3 separate regions of the Mus musculus genome follow, and all the other regions are linked to region 3. A link is a contact called in public HiChIP or PLAC-seq and promoter capture Hi-C data. All regions are on one chromosome and are shown on one strand. The core of a region is the stretch at or near the end of the contact, and the rest is flanking DNA. Distances in the headings are between cores, read along the strand shown. Region 1 overlaps Spag9 (sperm associated antigen 9). Region 2 has its middle 22 kb from the start of Tob1. Region 3 holds the start of Epn3 (epsin 3).

What was found. Promoter capture Hi-C pulls out the DNA fragments that hold promoters and counts their contacts. HiChIP or PLAC-seq counts read pairs in DNA pulled down with a chosen protein or histone mark.
Region 1: a promoter capture Hi-C map of embryonic stem cells shows a contact between it and region 3, with 4 times the contacts expected there. The contact joins the enhancer-like site here to the promoter of Epn3 in region 3. A contact is called at or near these places in 7 of 39 promoter capture datasets (embryonic stem cells, frontonasal cranial neural crest, hippocampal neurons and 2 more), 2 of 15 datasets of contacts at CTCF or cohesin (embryonic stem cells and stem cell-derived epiblast-like cells), 4 of 484 Hi-C or Micro-C datasets (all in embryonic stem cells), 1 of 115 datasets of contacts at active chromatin or transcription factors (embryonic stem cells) and 1 of 9 other capture datasets (embryonic stem cells).
Region 2: a FOXA1 HiChIP or PLAC-seq map of pancreatic cancer cells shows a contact between it and region 3. The contact joins the enhancer-like site here to the promoter of Epn3 in region 3. A contact is called at or near these places in 3 of 39 promoter capture datasets (the 3T3-L1 cell line, embryonic stem cells and liver), 3 of 115 datasets of contacts at active chromatin or transcription factors (craniofacial prominence, forebrain and pancreatic cancer cells) and 1 of 9 other capture datasets (adipose tissue).

Annotation. Positions count from the first base shown.
Region 1 is chr11:94,045,812-94,048,855 of GRCm38.p6, forward strand. Spag9 (sperm associated antigen 9) reads left to right here. Exons shown (of 29, transcript NM_027569.3): 5 at 2,597-2,747. Among named protein-coding and RNA genes, the nearest start is that of Gm38951, 27 kb to the right of the region's middle. Within about 2 kb of position 1,745, at least 16 of the 459 cell types and tissues checked have an H3K27ac peak or open chromatin away from gene starts, as enhancers often do. A contact at or near this core is called in embryonic stem cells, where this site is marked.
Region 2 is chr11:94,188,155-94,191,130 of GRCm38.p6, forward strand. No RefSeq gene overlaps it. Among named protein-coding and RNA genes, the nearest start is that of Tob1, 22 kb to the right of the region's middle. Within about 2 kb of position 1,562, at least 54 of the 459 cell types and tissues checked have an H3K27ac peak or open chromatin away from gene starts, as enhancers often do. A contact at or near this core is called in pancreatic cancer cells, where this site is marked.
Region 3 is chr11:94,498,571-94,501,502 of GRCm38.p6, forward strand. It overlaps Epn3 (epsin 3), which reads right to left and starts at 1,404. Exons shown (of 10, transcript NM_027984.3): 1 at 1,123-1,404. Gm51873 (a long non-coding RNA gene) reads left to right here and starts at 470. Exons shown (of 2, transcript XR_003949592.1): 1 at 470-1,559; 2 at 2,828-2,932. Mycbpap (MYCBP associated protein) reads right to left here. Exons shown (of 19, transcript NM_170671.2): 19 at 2,777-2,932. The coding sequence ends at 2,849.

The DNA of each region.
Region 1 (3,044 bases), core at 495-2,994, 450 kb before region 3:
GTAGGCTTAAAAATATGTATAATATTAATATGACTAATATTAAGGGCTGGCTTAGGCTATGCTGGAGAAGTATTGCCATACAGTAACTAAGACTTTGGAGTTACCTTGTCCCATATATGCAGCCTTTGGTGATTTGTTTAATCTCTTAGGTTCCTTCTCTTAAGGTATTTTACCTCAGTGACTGATTTTAAAAAATCAAGCGAGCTATTTTTTGCACTTCATTACAGTTGCAAAATATATGATCCATTATATAAGTAAGTCATTTGTGTACCTCACATTTTTAGTAGAAGTGACTTTTAATCTTAGTCCTGCTGGTTACTAATATATAAAGCCTTAGAACATCATCTTCCCTATTGTAAAATCTGGAAAAGCAGTCCTGTTTCCTGGTTGGTTAGACCAGATAAAGCACATCAGTTTATCTGGCTCAGTTCTTTCAGGTATAGCCAAAAGGCTATCTGAAATACATATTTTCAAAAATCATTAGTACACATAAGCTGGTATTTAAATAACCAACTAAAAATCAATATATACAACTGAAGCTACTAGCTAGAGACTATAACAAGATTCAGACACTTGTCAGCCTTGCTTCTGTTAGGGAGTCAGTGGCTGGACAGCGAGAGCAGGTGCTTCAGTGTAGGGACTGAAATCTGCCACTTGGTATTTTTCTACAGGTTCTCCTTTTTTTTTTTTTTTTTTTTGGTTAACTTTTCTGTGATTTTTATTGAAGCATATAATACAAACAGCATCAAACATGCATGACAACAAAGCTCAAGACTAGTGTTTGCCTTTCACGAACTTTGTTTTGAGAGTAGAATATTGTCAGACTTATGTAACTGCATCTCTTGCCCCCATCAGCTATCTAATTGGTCAGTCCGCAGAGGAAGAAGCACATGGTGATGCTAATTTTCTAGATCTGGAGCAGAGAAACTCCAAGCATATTTGACCCCCTCCTAGAGATCTGTTTTTCTCAAAAAAGTGATAAAAGCAAAATAGAGAGTTGGGCGTATAGATGGAATAGGAAAGGAAGCTTGGGTTTAAAGAAGACTGCGCACTCCATATGTGTGGAAAGGAGTTTATGTGGGAAGATGGTGCCAGTGATGGGCTTGTATCTCAGGAAATCTGCGCTATCTTCCTAGCTTTATATTAGATAGACTCTGATTAAATTCCTACTTGCTTCTCCCTTAAGGCATGAAGGCTTGTTAGATAAAAGTCAGATAGTAGTTTGGGAATTTCTGTTCCCAAAGTAAGTTTTTCAAAATTGGGAATAGACAGCAGGCTAGCAACTTTTCATTCTGTTAACTAAAGGAAACCAAAACACTTGGCTATCATTTAATGAGAAAAAAAGAGGATTGCAGTTTAAGAACAAAGAAGCAGAAATGATGTAGTTTAAAGTAAAAGCTAATAAGTCTCAAGAAGAAACAAGTTCTATTGCCTGGAAATAGAAACGTGTAATGTGCAGTATACTCTCTATTAGGAAAAATAAAACTCTTTGTCACTGACTTGTGAAATAGCTGACTAGTGTTTACTTGTTTCAGATTTAGATTTATTTACTACTTATTGGAGTATGAATGTGGAGGTCAGAAGACAGCCTGTAGGAGCTGGTTCTCTCCTTCTGCCATGAGGGTCCTAGAGACTGAACGCAGGTGTCAGGCTTGGTGCCAATTGCCTTTATCCACTGAGTCATCCCTCCACCTTCTTTGTAATGTTTTGGAGACAGGCTCTAATGTAAACAGGCTGGGCTCTATTGTGCTTTGTGTACAAGGATGACCTTGAACTCCTCCTCCTGTCTATCTCCTACGTGCTAGGACTCCATCACTCCCAGTAAAGAAAGACTTGGAAAAGAGCTGCTCTTTTTTCCTAACAGAAGTTTTCTCATCTGCACTCTGCCTAAAAGAACTACTGTAATATGATTTGTAGAAAACCAGAACTTAAATAAAAATGTTTTGGATTTTTACTGTTGAATAGTATCCCTGTTTCAAAGAGTATATTCATTTTCCTCTAGGCAGAAAAGGCCTACTGTAAAAACACTGTAGCTTGAGGAAGTGGAAAACTAGGAACAGGGACTGGGGAGGCCTTTGCCTGTTCCTTATGACCACTAACCTCCATGGCTAACACTCAGCAGCTCTTCTCCATGTTTACCACACCAGACCACCATCAAGTTCTTGGCAGAGGCAGCTGTGGTAATGCATGCCTGTACTCTCAACATACAGCGGGCTAAGGCAGAGGATCTCCAGTTCAGGGTCAGGCTAGGCTAAGTTCTGAGACCTCACCTATGAACAGCTCCAAACTTGGCAGGTGAAAACAGTGTCTAAACAGTTTTTCCACACTTTTCTTAACTTGTGGAGCCAATGTAAAGCTTTGAGGCTGTTTTTTCTCTTTGGTATATACTTATTTAGGTGTGCGTATAGGATTATGTAGGAGAGCTGATTGCAGATTGAGAATAAGCTTTCTACAGCCAGGGGAGACCCTGACCTTGTTATCCCCTTGCCTCATCTTCCAAAGAGCTGGGATTTTTCTATCCACAGCCCAGGCTTAAAATCACGACAAATAAAAAACTAATGAGAATGTTTCATTTTTTTCTCCCCTCTTCAAATAGAAAAGAACGTCCTATATCATTAGGGATTTTCCCTCTACCTGCTGGAGATGGATTGCTTACACCTGACACTCAGAAAGGAGGCGAGACCCCAGGATCAGAGCAATGGAAATTTCAAGAATTAAGTCAACCACGTTCTCATACCAGCCTGAAGGTAAGCTTTATTTTAACAGTACATTTTATAAGCATTCTTATTCAAATAGAAGTCCCAGAAAACCAAAGGATAATCTAATAGTTTAGGGCTGCCCAGATAGTTTACTGGGTGAAAGTGCTTATCACCAACTCTGACAGTCCCCATCCTCAGGACCTACATGATAGAAGAGAGAACCAACTCCCGATTATCCTCTGACCTCTACAGAACCACAGTGACTGTAGTTCACACCTTGTTCAACCGCACACAAATAAGTAAATAAATCTAAATTTAAAAAATAGTTTATATATTTTTTAGTTT
Region 2 (2,976 bases), core at 312-2,811, 310 kb before region 3:
TCTTGGGTTGGCCCTTCTGTAACCAAGACCACAGATTAGATAATGTGTAAAGAAATGTCTTCCCTACAGTTCTGTAGGCTGGGAGGTCAATATCAGGGGTTGTAATTTCTATGTTATTACATGATGGGGGGTGGAGGGGCGTGGAAGACAGGACTTTTTTTGGTCTTGTTTTGTTGTTTTTTGTTTGTTTGTTTGTTTGTTTGTTTTTTCGAGAGAGGGTTTCTCTGTGTAGCCCTGGCTGTCCTGGAACTCACTCTGTAGACCAGGCTGGCCTCGAACTCAGAAATCTGCCTGCCTCTGCCTCTCAGGTGCTGGGATTAAAGGCAAGCGCCACCACTGCCAGGCAGAACTTACCATCTTGTTTCTTTGTTTGTTTGTTTGTTTGTTTGTTTGTTTTTTAAAGCTGAGAACGGAACCCAGGCTTCTCACACCGTAGGCAATCACTCTGCCACTGTGCCATATTCTCAGGTGGTTTTATTGTTTTGGTTTCTTTCTTTCTTTCTTTCTTTCTTTCTTTTTTTCTTTCTTTCTTTCTTTCTCTTGGCTTATTTTATGCATATGAATGTTTAACTCCATGTATATATGTGAACTGTATGCATAGCTGGTGCCTTGGAGGTCAGAAAAGGACATTGGATTCCCCTGAAACTAGAGTTACAGATGGTTGTAAGCCACCAAGTGCATGCTGGGAATTGAACCTGGGTTCTCTCCAGCCACACCGAATTATTTTCTTGTGTTTTTTTACTTTGAGAGAGTGGTCAGGCTGTCTTGAACTCACTCTGTAACCCGGATGGGCCTTGAACTTGCCATCCTCCTGCCTCAGCCTCCTGTGTAGTAGGATTTCCAGGCCTGCTCCATGAGGCCACTTTACTATAATGAGCCAATCTTACACAGTGGTAACTATCTCTCTAGGCTTAGGCCAGTAAACCACAACTCCGGAAGCAGAGACAGCTATTCAAGATCATTGTCAGGTACGTATTGAGGCTAGCCTGAGCTAGAGACCCTGACAGAGAGAGAGAGAGAGAGAGAGAGAGAGAGAGAGAGAGAGAGAGAGAGAGAGAGAGAGAAAGCTAAACAAAAGAAGTTTTAAATAAAAGAATCCACCTAGGAATTTAGATTGGAATCAGAAGAACCAGCTCAGAAATTAAGGGGTTAATTCAGACTTCTAGATCAAATTTGAAGGTGAGGAGCTGAAGCAAGGAGACTTCTGATCTTTGAGGACGGTGGAGAGGAAGTGGCTCATGTCATAGGATCCATACATGTGCAATGTGGTTCTCATCACAGCTGGCGATGACATGCCAGCCAGGCATCCAGCAGAGGGATACAGCCCAGTTCAGAAGCCTTTTCAGTATCATGGCTGAAAGATACTATGTAACCAGGTGTGGGGAAGGAGAGCAGTGTCCTATTGACAGAGGCCTGATAAACATTGAGAGCGTTCATCCTGGGGGTGTGAGACTAAAATAAGTTCCAAGACAGCTTAATGACCCATCCCAGCCTTCTCCCGGGAGTGAGTCACCAGCATTGTATTACCCCTGATCAGCCTTCACTGCCCTGGCGCCCACGACAAAGCCACCGAGATACCACACGGGCTGCACTGCTTCCGGATAAAGCTTTGGGCCTGTACCACAGGGAAGATAACACTAGCCAGCCTCATCAATCATTCCCAGGCATGCTACACTCTCCCTTCACTTCTTACATTCAGGGTTTGCATAAGCAGGCACTGTGTAGAGGTGAAGGTCTCTGTAGTCCTGCAGGGCTCTGTGGCCAGAGTGGACGTGGCCAGTCACTGAGGCCGTCCGGGCCTGCTCCTACCCACAGTACTGCTTGCTAGAGGGACTCCTCACAGCAGGGAATAATGAGACTGGATAGGAGTGGCCTAGTGCCCAATCCAACTGCAGTTCTATCACTTATGAAATAAGGAAAACAGGTGAGCCTGTGATTCCAGCTATTCAGAAGGCCGAATGAAGTAGGAGGATGGTAAGTTCAAGGTTACCCTGGTCTGAAAATCAAGTTCCAGGACAGCCAGGGCTACATAATGAGACACTACCTCAAAACAAAAACAGAAACAGAAACAGAAAAACAAAGCCAGACAAACAAAGGAACGGGCGAGATGGCCAGACTGGAGCAGGGGCTTTGAATTTCCATTCTGGGTCCACAGTGCAGAAGCTGTGTGAAACCAAGTGGTCCTTCAACCTCTTGGAGACTGTCCTTCACGCTCATCAGTGGCAACCTATCAGCTGCTGCTCCTCTGGGGACTGGCTGACATTTTGAGAGCTTAGGGTGCGCTCTGGGTACTGTTCAAAGACCACTGCATATCTGTATCACCTCCAGCATTAGCAATAAACCTAGGCAAGGGACATGTGCTGTTATTATGAACACTCTGCCCCCTCCCACTCCCCACCCCCTCACTCCCCCACCTCTGGCCCCCGCTCAATCTCAGACCAGAGAACAGTGAAGTGGGGAGCTAAAGAGCTTGCCTGGAGTCTCATACAGCTACAGAGCCTGGATTTGGACCTGGGAGGCTGATGGGTATAGCCCATGCCTCACTGGATCCTTTTCTGGTTTTGTTTGTTTGCTCGCAGCAGCACTAGGTTGGAGCCAGCTCCTTGGGGACACCAGGCAAGGCTGTATGTACCTCCTGGTCCTTGGAGTTCATGTTTTCAATTACTACGGGTAGCGCACGGAACACTGGCACATGGGACATGCTCCACGGTTGTTAGTGTTTGACTCAATGTTTGCCTTAACCAGGCATGGTAAACACACCTGTAGCCCCAGCACTTTGGCAACTGGGGTATGGGAATAGCAAGCTCAAGGCTAGCTTGGGCTATACCTTTAAGTTCCAGAATAGTGTGGAAGAGATATTAAGATCTTGTCTTTAAAAAAAAAAAAAAAAAAAAGTACCCAGGTGGTGATAGTGGTGCATGCAGAAGCAGGCAGATCTCTGTGAGTTCAAGACCAGTCTGGTCTACAGAATGACAG
Region 3 (2,932 bases), core at 154-2,653:
GGGATCAGAGGCACAAGAAGATGCCTGAGCCTCCTCCACCCTAGCCTGTCATAGACTCTGATGGTGTTTCACCCAGTAGGGACACAGTAAGGAGGAAGAAAGCCAGGGTGAGGTCCCAGAGCATGCCTGAAGCTGAAGTTGAGAGGGAAGGAAGGCGGGAGGCGGGCGCGGCTGGGAGCCCTGCCAGCGGTGTTACAAGCAGAAGGTTTTATCGAACACAATATGCCCGGGAATAAAAGGGAGTGAAACACAAACCCAGCTGCGGCAGCGGCAACGGCAGCCCTGGGCAGCCGGTATGGAATTACTGCAGTGACCTTGAGCCAGACCCTGCCAGGTGGAGGGAAGGACATTGAGAAGCCAGGACCTGGGGAGGCTGCTTCAGAAATGGAAAGAAGGCAGGAGGGTACTCCAGCGGAGTGCACAGGCTAGTCAGGAAGTGGGGGGGGGGCGGGGGGGGCTAGAGTGTAGACTCCCACCTACACACAGGTTCCCAAAGAGATTCGGAGCAGTGGGATCTCTCAGGACACAAATCCAGAAGGGTGCCAGAGTGGGGGATGGAGAGATTCCTAAAAGTCAGCACTGAAGAAGCAGATGGCATCCCCAGGGTGGAGGTTCAGAGAGATGGAAAGAACCAATCACATGCACGGGAATTTGACAAAGTCTGTGTGCACCCCATCAGCCAGCACCCCTCCCCATCTTCTGTCCCCATCAGCTCCAGAGTAAGCAATGGGGGAGTGGCAGTGTCCTTCCTGCTGCTCAGGGAATGGGGGACTGGATATTCCCTAGCCCTAGGTTGTGTGGCTTCATCAGACCTGAGTTGGCTGTGTCCCAGGGAGCAGTGGACTAAAGGGTCATTCTGAGGTTAAAGGTGTAAATACAGAGATGTGCCAGGATCTGGGAGAAACGCTATCAGGAATCTCCAGATGGCCCTGCGCCCCTTTTCTGGGGGTAACAGGAAGGTAGAGAAGTTGCAGGTTAGAAGCCTCCCGGTACTCCACAGCCCTTGCCTTACTCTCTAGAGGTTGGGAAAGAGACTAAGTCCTGAGCCCACTCTAGCCCCCACCCCCACCCCCCAACCCCGCCTTCATGCAGGGCGCCACCGCGGCGCGGGAGGGAGCTTACCTCCAGAGTGGGCTCCCTCGCCCCAGCCCCCGCAGCCTCTGCAGTGACCCTCTGACTTGTATGGGGATGGCACAGCTTCAGGAGCAGCCCCAGAGCCATCCACCATAAACCCTGGTCGCGGGAGCTCTACCTTGGACCGAAAGGCACAGAGCTCTCTCTCGGAAGGACCGCAGGGTCCCCCCAGCGGGTGGCCGCTCAGACTCTCGCGGCTGCCTCCTCGACTCCTGCCGGCCAGCACTCTCGGGAGGAAAGTTGTTCAGCTGGCCAGGCAGGTCTGCCTCAGCAGTAACAGGACACAGGATGACGGGCGGGCGGGCGTGTTTAACCCCTTCCTGCTGTCTGCCGGGCGGTGCCTTCAGGGGAGGAGGCTGGCCTGTTTGTCAGCCGGTGACCCCAGAGGTTTACAGAGCTGGAGTTCATCCACTCCTACCCTTCAAGTGAGTTAACCTTTCCCCTACCTCCTCTGCTAGAAGTAGGTGAGGGTGGGAATGGAGGCCACTCCAATACCTATCCCAAGCCTTAACCCTCCTAGCCGGACGACATTAAAGCAGAAGACAGAACATTCCCTGGGGCTGGTCTTTACCTACTCCCAGCTGGCTTCCCCAGCCTCTCCAAGGGGCCTGAGGACTCTGCCTTTCCAACTCCCGGGAGGATCCTACCTGCCCTGAAGCTCGTTCCATAGCTTACATGCTTACATATGGGAGCTCAGTATGAATTCTAGCGTCCCTGGCTACTGGCTTCCCTCACTCCTCCACTGCTCCCAGAGACCCCCAGCCTAACCAGTTGTTTACAGTCGTTTCAACAGAAACCCCGGGATGATCTGAGCAGGCAGTGCGTGCTTTCCCAGCTGTTACCCTTCACCTACTACACAGTCCCACATTCCTTTGTTCCAGGAAGGAGTAGGAATTCTTCAAGCTGTTTTTGTTGTTTTGAAACGTTGTGGTCCCTCCTTCCCTTCCCCACCCCGACATTGCGCAGGCTGGCCTCAGAGTCATCATGCAGCTCAGGTTGATTTTGAACCCACAACCTTGCTGCTTCAGTGTCCCATAGCAGAAAAATGGTTCCAGGGCCAGATGAGTTGACTGGAGGAAGGGATCTAGCAGACCAGAGCCTCAAGTATTAACTTCTGGCTTAGGACAAGGATCCCCAAAGGGAATGAATGGGAAGAGGAAAACTGTACTTGTGAGAGTTTCTTGGAGTACAGCAAAGAGTTATGCCTTTGTGTTTCTTCAGATCTGGGGTGGGTGTGAGCTCAGCTCCAGTTCCTGCCGGGTTTAAAGAGCTTGACAGGTGCCATCTTTGCCATCTTGAAGGATGAGGAGGGTGCTGAAGTAGAAGCCTTCAGACAGTCAGGTCTCGCCATCTCTGCTTCTCTCCCTAGTCCCTCACTTGAGTTGGCTTCAGGAAGCACGGCCCTGAAAGTCTAGGCCTGAGGCAGGGAACTGCTATGAAAGGCCATCTTGTCCTGTCACCTGACTTCATTCCTTGCCCTGCCACCACCCACTAACTCTTCTGCTTATCCCTTAATCATCACCTCTCTGGTGTGTGTGGCTCTGAGAACTGCACATGTGAGCAGGTGGGATACAGGAGGTCCTAGACCTTCGCCTGATGCCGTTGAGATCCAGCATCCCCAGAGGCACGATGGAAATGGAAATGGTAGGAACCTAAAGATTCTTTATTGACTTTTTTCAAACCATCTTCCCAGGAGGAAGCTTGGGTCCAAGAATCAGCTGCAAAAACGTAAAGACTCTTCAACATTCTTTGTAGAGCTGAGCTCATCAGCCAGGACCATCACATCTGTCACCAGGTT